2 separate regions of the Ovis aries genome follow, and region 1 is linked to region 2. Evidence: chromatin contacts called from public Hi-C data. All regions are on one chromosome and are shown on one strand. The core of a region is the stretch at or near the end of the contact, and the rest is flanking DNA. Distances in the headings are between cores, read along the strand shown.

What was found. A called contact is a pair of places that touch in the nucleus more often than the background predicts.
Region 1: a Hi-C map of hypothalamus shows a contact between it and region 2, with 6 times the contacts expected there. The contact joins two enhancer-like sites. A contact is called at or near these places in 7 of 16 Hi-C or Micro-C datasets (hypothalamus, liver, mesenteric adipose tissue and 4 more).

The regions. Positions count from the first base shown.
Region 1 is chr1:36,581,381-36,585,934 of ARS-UI_Ramb_v3.0, reverse strand. All of the region lies in intron 4 of NFIA (nuclear factor I A), which reads right to left. Among named protein-coding and RNA genes, the nearest start is that of NFIA, 270 kb to the right of the region's middle. Within about 2 kb of position 2,129, at least 33 of the 54 cell types and tissues checked have an H3K27ac peak or open chromatin away from gene starts, as enhancers often do. A contact at or near this core is called in hypothalamus, where this site is marked.
Region 2 is chr1:36,296,519-36,301,034 of ARS-UI_Ramb_v3.0, reverse strand. LOC105612174 (a long non-coding RNA gene) reads left to right here. Exons shown (of 6, transcript XR_009599378.1): 4 at 1-4,516. Among named protein-coding and RNA genes, the nearest start is that of NFIA, 20 kb to the left of the region's middle. Within about 2 kb of position 2,549, at least 23 of the 54 cell types and tissues checked have an H3K27ac peak or open chromatin away from gene starts, as enhancers often do. A contact at or near this core is called in hypothalamus, where this site is marked.

The DNA.
Region 1 (4,554 bases), core at 880-3,379, 290 kb before region 2:
AAACACTCCTGAAGGGGGTTTCTATTTCCATTACTCAGACACAGGCCCAGCACACAACCGGTACTTAATAAATCTTTGCTGATTGAATAAATGATGGTTAGCTATGAGGAGAACACAGTTGAGAAGGGTTACATGTTGCCCAAAGTCACCTCACAGAGCCAGGTTACCTATTATCTCTGTAACTATTTTATAATACCATGCTGCCATCTTGTATATGATTTTATGTAATATATCATCCAAAGAAAGAATTACCTAGAAAAGATGATAAATAGAGGAACAGATGAGAAGAGATCATAACAAAATAGTGTGTACATCAAGGTGTTAAGTGTTTTGCTTTTTCCTGAGTCAAATCTTTATAATAAGAATATTCACAGTCTGGCAAATTTAGCAGAAGATTCAGCTAAGAAAAGAAAATGAGAGGCTGTCTAAATCTTGCCATAAGAACTCACTGCTTCAACCAGGAAGACTGTAGGGGTGTGTGTGTAACACACCCTTCGTGCATAGCATTGACTGATGGGTCTATGGATGTCATGAGCTTGTTCTTATCCTAGCTCTAATTTCAGCTGAGATGGTGATCATAACACCACTGCCAGAGGGCACAACAACACACGGTATATGCACATTTCAATTTGCAGGTAAGGGTGGGAGCACTTTTTTACTTTCTTTGGCTCTTTCACAAGTGGGTGAGGAGAGTAGGACAGGGAAAAAAAAATCATGTTTGGCCACACATAGTGTGAGCCAGGATTCAGAAGAATGAGTAGTTTGATGAAAATTTCTATTACTGCCAGTTCATTCCATTTGTTGCCAGCCTTACTGTCCACATATTCACCCCAAATATGTCAAGAAAATGAAAAGAAAAAATTTATACTATAAAACATCCTTCTGAACTAACTCAATTTCAGTATTTATTTTGAAAATTTATTGAATTATAGTAGAGGAAACCCACTAAATTAAGCCAGTAAGACTGGTATTTTTTTTTTCTTCCTAAGAGTATGGCAATATTTATTACTTTATCTCTCTATGAGGGGCTGATTAAAACTAGAAAATAAAACATTTGCAATGTCATAATACATTCAGAATAAGGTAGCTTTGACAGGCAAAGTGAAAAACAGATACAGGGCCAATCAGCATTCTCTGTTTCATAATGCACAGATTTTCTTGAAAAACTACACTTTGGAGATGGGCATTTTGATTTTTTTTTAAAGGAACTGCTGCTTTTTTGTGTGCTGCACATGATACCCTCACTCTGGAAGAGGTGCCATTGACTTCTACAGATAGAAAATGTGTGAGATTCATTTTAAAATTACTAGTAGAGCCTGCTATTGACCATCTAATTATGCCGAGTTCCATTTATAAACATAGCTAACCACTAAGTTTATGGAGACTTTTTGTGCTGCTTTAATAGGATATTGATCGAGAGCATAGTTTGAGTGGACTGCCATTGAATTGTGTAATGGCAAACAAGAGGCAAGGTCACAGCCACTGTTCACGCTAGGGCTGCAGTCTATTTTTTATTATAATCTTTCTGGTTCTTCCCTTAATGCTCAAGCCCAAATGGTTTCTTTCAAAAGAAGAACTTGCGTAAGAATATAACCTTAGGTTTAAAAATAATTTCCATGCCCTGATCAAAGGCGAACCAACAGGCTACTTGTTCAGAAAAGAAAGTTTCATATCTACTCCACTTTAATGAAGACCTAAAATCCAGCAAATATTTAAAATGGCACCCCCGGAGGACAAGGACATTCGGAATCTCTTATCCTATACGAATTTCTTCATGAGTCTTTCTTTGCAAGAACATTTTGTAATTTTTCAAGTTTGGGCTTGACCCTGTCAAAGAGATTCATTTCCTCGTTGTACCTTGGAGGCAAGTTAATTCTGTTGTAGTAGCTCCATCGTGGCAGGTTAGACTGTTACCAAAAGAGTTCCTACTAAATTGCTGGCCAGAAAACCAAGGGTGTGGATGTGGGTTCCCCAGAGACGCACAAAGGACCTAGAGACTTCAAAAAGAATTTTACGAATGAACTGCAAGTTGGATCTTAGCAACGATTCCCGTGTGAGAATACAGAAGAGTGCGCATTTCTAAAGCAGCAAACAGCCACTAGGGTGCCACCTCATGCCAGGCTGAGCAGACGCCTTCCTCCATTCACTCCTGCTCTCCATTGACAAACACCTCGGGAATTCTGTAGCCACCCAGCAGCCTGGCTTTGTGGCAGAGCCAGGACGGTTCAGCTGCTGGATTTTAATAGATTCTGCAGCAGTGCAATGGGAACCCCAAATCAGTCTGGGTAACTGAGAGTGGTTTTCACACCCAAAGATTCTAAGGCTGGCCACAGTGTACTGAGAACCCTGGCTTTTCAAAATTCCAGGGCCATGAAGTCATCCCCAGCCACGAAGTTTACTTAACCCTTACAGCCGGCTCGGGTGTACAAACCACGGCTAGAAAATTAGAACCCGTCAGGCCAGAGTCACAATGGCCTGTGTGTATTTGTGGTTTTCCTCTTTTCCCAGTGAAGTATTTAAGGTTTCAGAGTCACTCCACCAACTTCAAGTAAGAGAGTCAGCACTTTAGAAGGAAATGGGCAGAAGGAGTGGATTTTTTTTTTTAAGGAGGATTTTCTGGGTTCATACCAGGAAGAATATCTGACAGCCTCAAAGCACTCACTCTGAGGAAAACATTGGTGCCAAATAAACAAGAGAGGGTGCTGACAGAGAGCGCTATCTAAGTGGCATCATTCAGCCGCCAGTGGAGTGGGCTCTCTTTGTAGCAACTTCATGGGAGACAGACCCATCTGAAAATGCTTCTAGAAGGCTTTGTTTGAAAATGCAGCATCATGTCAGAGCCATTTCAACAGATGGTTCCTGTCTCTTTCCTCACAGTATTATGCTAAAACAACTTCAGTGATTCTGAACCTCATTGTTAGCACTTGTAAACCCCCTCCCCCAGAGCAGAGAAGACTTCTCCCTTCTCTCTGGCAACGTGTCTAGTGGTCTGTATTCCACCCTCTCTCCCCCAGAACAAAGTAATAAATAACCAGAACTACTTTCAGATGGTCCGAGCACAGGGAGGAAAAAGGTAGGGAAAGAATGAATGTATATTTACTTTTATACTACAGACTTGCTTTGCTGCTAAGAAAAACAGAACTATCCTTTTTTGCTTTTCACGGACTCCGGATGATGTAAAAAATTAAAAGTTAGGTACATAGCAGACAGGCTTCCCTTGTAGCTCAGATGGTATAGGATCTGCCTGCAATGCAGGAGACCTGGGTTTGATCCTTTGGTTGGCAAGATCCCCTGGAGAGGGAAATGGCTACCAGCTCCAGTATTCTTGCCTGGAGAATCCCATGGACAGAGGAGCCTGGTGGGCTACAGTCCGTGGGGTTGCAAAGAGTCAGACACGATTGAGCAACTAACACATACATAAACACACACACACACACACACACACACACACACACACACACGGAGGGGGTAAAGAAAGAGGGAAATTGCTGAGAGACAGCAGCAGGAGCCTCTGATTCTAACAGGTGTGTGCAAGTGAGAAGGATAATTAAATGTCGAGCAACCTTGTCACTTGACCCTCATCTCTGAATGTGCAAGGCTAAGCTGGCAACTCTTCCTTGAGTTTCTCTGCCACTGCCACCCTGTAGTAACATGATTATAATCAACAAACTTAGCACACGGTTATTTCAGTGAATCCTCATGAGGAAACACTGAAATAGCATCTCCCTCCTTTGTTAAGTTTAAAAGGAGGAAAACTAAGAACAGAAACTAACTGGAAACCTGGGGAATGTCAATATTTGTTTAGCAAATTTGAAAATTAAATTCAAAAGGTCCAGAAAGAGGAAAAATTTTCAAGCTAAGGCCACCATCAGTGTGAATGTTCTGGACCATGTATGTGGTGATGGGGGTCCTGGGTGGGGCTAGGACAGACAGAGGGAAGATAAGAACTGTGTAACACAGCAGAAGAAATTCTAAGACAGTGAGGACATTAGAAACGTTTACCTTTTACATCCAGGTAAAAGGCTAAACTATAGAATGAGTAAAGGGATCCCTGGTTGGGGAAGTGGGAAGCACAGGTGACTTGTAAAGAAGTGAGACTGTCCTGTAATAATGGATGCATTTGTCAAAACACATAGAATGCAAAACACAAAGAAAGAACCCTAATATAAACTACAAACTTGAGTTATAATAATATATCAGTATCAGCTCATCAATTAACATGAATGTACCACACTAACAAAAGATGTTAATAAGAGAGGAAATTGGGGAGGAAGCCATATTGAAATTCTTTATGATCTGTTAATGTAAAACAATAAACTTAAACTTCAAACCTGAAAACAAATCCAGGAAAAAACTGTAATTAAGTACTTTACTTGTTTTGGTCTACCCGAAAATCATTTTAATTTTTTAATGCACAAATTAATAACTGAAAAGTTTATCAACTCTAACAAGAAATCATAATTTAGTAAAAGTACAGAATCTTTGGATTGTTTGCTTCTATAATAGTTATAGGAGGGTGTGTGTTAGTCACTCAGTCGTGTCTGACTCTTTGTG
Region 2 (4,516 bases), core at 1,300-3,799:
CTTGATATGAAAGTTTAACATAACAATCTAAATTGAAAGTCTAAAATCACTTCACTGATAGAGCAACCCCACAGTCCCATTATGAGAAAATCGGAAGTTTTTCACTATCAGAAATAGTTACTTTGAAAATATAAACATGATCAATTAAGAAAACACCATAATTAATGCAAATAGTGTTCAGATATTTATTATTTTCATCAAAGGAGATGCCTGTTGACTTTAATTCTAAAACAGCAACACATTAAGAATTTTACTGATTTTTCCTACAATGTATAAGAGAGCTTAATTTGTGATTTTTCCCCTTTAAAAAAAAAACAAAAACAACTTTGATACCACAAAAGTTTTAAAAAGCTAACTTTCCTGGCTGAATAGGGTCTCTGTAAATGGTGAATCAAGGTTGTACAGAAGAGTATTAATCACAAAAAGTATTAATTAAGATAAACTTTAGGGATGCATCTCCCAAGTTTACAGCCCTGCCTAATGGCTAACAAAGACTTCTTTATTTGTTAGTTTTCATACATCCATGTCCATGTGTGAACCAATACATTTTGGTCTATTACTCTTATGGTTATAAATCAGACCCATGCCCAACTCAGAGGCCCTACAAATCCGGGTCTTTAAGAAAAAAAGGACAGTGGAGGTGTTGCTGTCTGGGAGAGTGTGGGCTTCCTCTGGGTTGCTAGGCCGCCTTTCTGTGGACCTAGATGTATAACCTACTTTCATTTGTCTCTAACGGCTGAATTAAAACACTCATTTATCTCCAAGTCATTATAACGTAGAAACTGCGCACTGTCTACACATCATGGGCTGTGAAACAGCAGCCGGAACACATGACAGACTCAGTATGTTTGAAATGTTGGAGCAAATGGGGTGGTTGGTTTTGAATTCATTTGCACTCATTTTTACTACTTGAGACACGCTCATTAAAAAGCTGTATTTCAACTATGTTATATGCTCCCACTTAACTGAGCTGGATTTTCTCAGCACTGCTGCCTCTGACTTTTTAATTTGCTTTGAACATGAGTATTCTTCCAAGTCGTGGACAATTCAGGCAGACTTTATCAGGTAAAGCCAAGTCTTCTGCTTTGCCTCTGCCTTCCACCCTGCTCCCGGGACCTACAAGTTGGGATTGCAGCTAAAGATGGGAACTGCAGATCCCAAACCGGAGGGCTGAATCACGCTCACTTTCTTCATGGCAGCTGCTCACAGGCATTCTGCTCGGCACTTAAACCCTTTAAAGCTACAAACAAACTTTGGGAAAGTTACATCACGGTAAACAAAAGCACAGTTGCTTAAGTTATTATTATGCAACATTGTGTCATTACACATCGACACCGCAGTTATTTTCCCAGTTTGGCAAATACGACCTGCTTTGCTGCTTCGGGGAGAAGTAAAAATCCGGGATAAATAGGTCCATGCCACCTTCAGGAAGGGAAAAGGTTTCCCACCCTCTGGAGAGATCCTCAGGTTTTATCCTGCAAACAAAGTGGGACACCAAACCGTCTCTCAAGTCTTTCGAACCCCACATTTTAAATGTAAATAATTGGTCTGGAGTGATCCATATGCTCGGAAGAGCAATACAATCACGAGCACGTGAAATTCTGGATGTGCTTTTCAAAAACTCGCAGGCATCAATACACATCTGGTAACTAGTTTATTAATTAGCCTTCCCACCCACCTTCCCCCTCCGCAAAAGTCTGGGTAACCACTGGGCAGTGTCTGCAGCCCAGGTGAGCTCTACAGATCCGGTCGGAGATTGCCCCCACCCCCACCCTGCCGCTGTGCAACCATTGCAAGGCTGGGTGTCTAAGCAGAAGACAAATCAAACATGTTCCGGACGCGTTTTATTAAAAATTTGAAACCAGATAAAAAGGATCAGTTTGTCAAAAGAAAAAACAAAAAAAGGTAACTACTTGTCCTAAGAAAAGAGCGAGAGTGAGGACAAATGACCCACGCAAGTGCATATGACCATTTTTCTCCCTAGGCTGTCTCAGAGCAGAGGATGAGGGCGAGGGAGGGAGGGATGGAAGGAAGAAAGAGGATTTCGAGCATCATCTCCCAGTCTGCAAAGGTCTGGCCTCCTCTGTGCTCAAGAAGCGGTGGTAGCCATTTTCATTTTTTCCCCCCTAAACGTAAAAGGAAAATAAAACAGAAAAGGTATATCTCCTTTCCTGCACTAACGGCTCTGCTCGTCTTTCTAAAGGAATTTTTTTTTTAATGGATTTTAACAATCTCAGGTACAAAACCTAATCCGCATGCATCCAGTGAGGCTTCAACTCGATTCGATTTGGCGACCCTCACTGCAGGAGACGTGATCTTGAAAAATCAATCCGTGCTCGCGCCCCCAAGCCGCCGCCGCCGCCGCCGCCGCTGCCGCCGCCGCCGCCGCAGTGGCCACAAAATTAGCGGCTCTGAAGACGTTTTTGCCGCAGTGCACGTCCGCCGTAACCGCCGAGCACTCGGGTGAATAATACCAGTACAGTGTGCAGACGATCGGGCTGATTGATCACGCAAAATAATTCACGACTTCAGTCCAGCTCTTGGTCCTGCCACTTTAAATCACAAACGCGCGTCTACACCGTTCTGTAGGGGCCCACACATGCATGGTACACGTGTGTGCGTGTGTGTGCGCGCGCGTCTGTGCGCGCGCGGAGGGCCAAGTGAAATGATTCCAAATTGCATCACATATAGGAACCGGGGGGAAAAAAAGAGCCAAAGAGCCCCTCACCCCAACCACTACCCCCACCTTTTGCAGCGTGGACAAGTGGCTTGTAAGGGAGCTTGGAGCAAAATAAAGTCTGAACAAAACTAGACTGTGAGACTAGCACGTCGCAGAGTGAAAGTGAGTGACGTTAACGCAGACTCGGTAAAGACTCACTTGCAGGCAAAACTTACGTGCCCCCACCCTTTTATTTTTTTAATAAGGAAAAGAAAATCATAAATTGAGTTCAGATCTTAAATGCTGCTTTCAAAATGCACGCACATGTTGAAGACTCTGCGACTGTAATTTCTTGGGTAAACATCTGGTGAAGAGATTCCAGGAACACATCTGAAAGGAAGAAAGGCGTAAGACAGCCCCTTCTTTATATATCGTGGGTCAAAAAGAGTTGGTAAAACTTATTTATTTTAAAGTATGCTGTCAGTGAAAATACCTTTATAAACTCTCAAGATGAGTTCGGGTTGGGAGAAGGAGTGAACTGGGAGTGAAGTCCTGGGTTCCAGACATTGCCATGGTCTGTGAACTTGAGCAGGTCTCTTTTGCTATGGCCCGCTTTTCTCATCTGTAAAATCGCAGAGGGTAAATGATATGCTTTCTAAGATTTTTTTTTCTGCACTAACATGATTTTAGCTAGGAGGAAATAATGATGGGGTACGAGGAAGAAGTTTTAATGTAGAGAGAAAAAGAGGTCACATTCTTCAGGTGGCATCTATTTAAACTGGTGGTGATGAAAGTGATGAGTCCAGTATGCCTGAGTTCTTAACAATAAAGATTGTGTCTATATTAAGAGTTGCTATTGTCCCAGTTCTGAAGTATAGATAGTATATAATGAATGCTCTTTGAGAATGACATTGTAATCTTGTAATTATATTTTTTGGGGTAGAGACTATTTTCAAGGATCAGCCAATATAATTTGGGGATTGGAACAATTTTCAACATTCTTGTTTACAATCTGTCTGTGAAATGCATTAAATTACTTGGATAATTTAGAGAAAGTATGTTTTTTAGTAGGTCTAAGAGTTCTTCTGTGCCATATTGGCTATCAAGATTGACTGACTTAAGGAGATTAATTACTCTGTCTACTTTTTTGGAAAACAACGCCAAGCAGGGTCGCAGGCAGAGACCACTCTTTGACATTCCTCTTGTCTGTGTCTTGAGTGGTCAGAAGTGTGGTGGCTAGGGCCAGACCACTAACTAATTTTCACATGCACCAGCTGAGTAATCATAGCCAAATTGCTTAGTTGTGCCTCAGTTTCCCACATTATAAAATGGGGATTTTAATAGCAACTAATTCATAGCGCTGTTGTCAGGATAAATGAGTTATCATATTAAAGTACTGGGAACAGAGCATGGCACATGTAACCAACAGCTCAATAAATGTTAGAGGTTATTATTACTCCAGAGTAAATACAGGGAAAGCAAGGGCAGATATAATAGAGGGATCTTTGAACTGCTCCTGAATTTCAACTAAGGCCTCTAAGCACTTTATCAGGCTTTTATGATGTCAGCTTAAAGCAGGGGGCACATGAGTCTTTATTAGGAATAAACCAAAACATTCTCCACCAAACTCCATTCCCATACATTCAATAGACGTGAAGTTGGAGAATCCTCCACTTGACCAGGTCAATGCAAATGTGTAATATTGGGTCTGTATGTTGAGTGGATCTTTATTAATGAGTGTCTTGACTGTCCGGGTGGTAGGAAGCCAAGATTTTCTTTGGGTAGAAGTTTGCAAGAATCAGTTCCTGCCTGTTCTGTTGTGAAACTTTTTTTCCTACACAAGTTGTTACCTCAGGC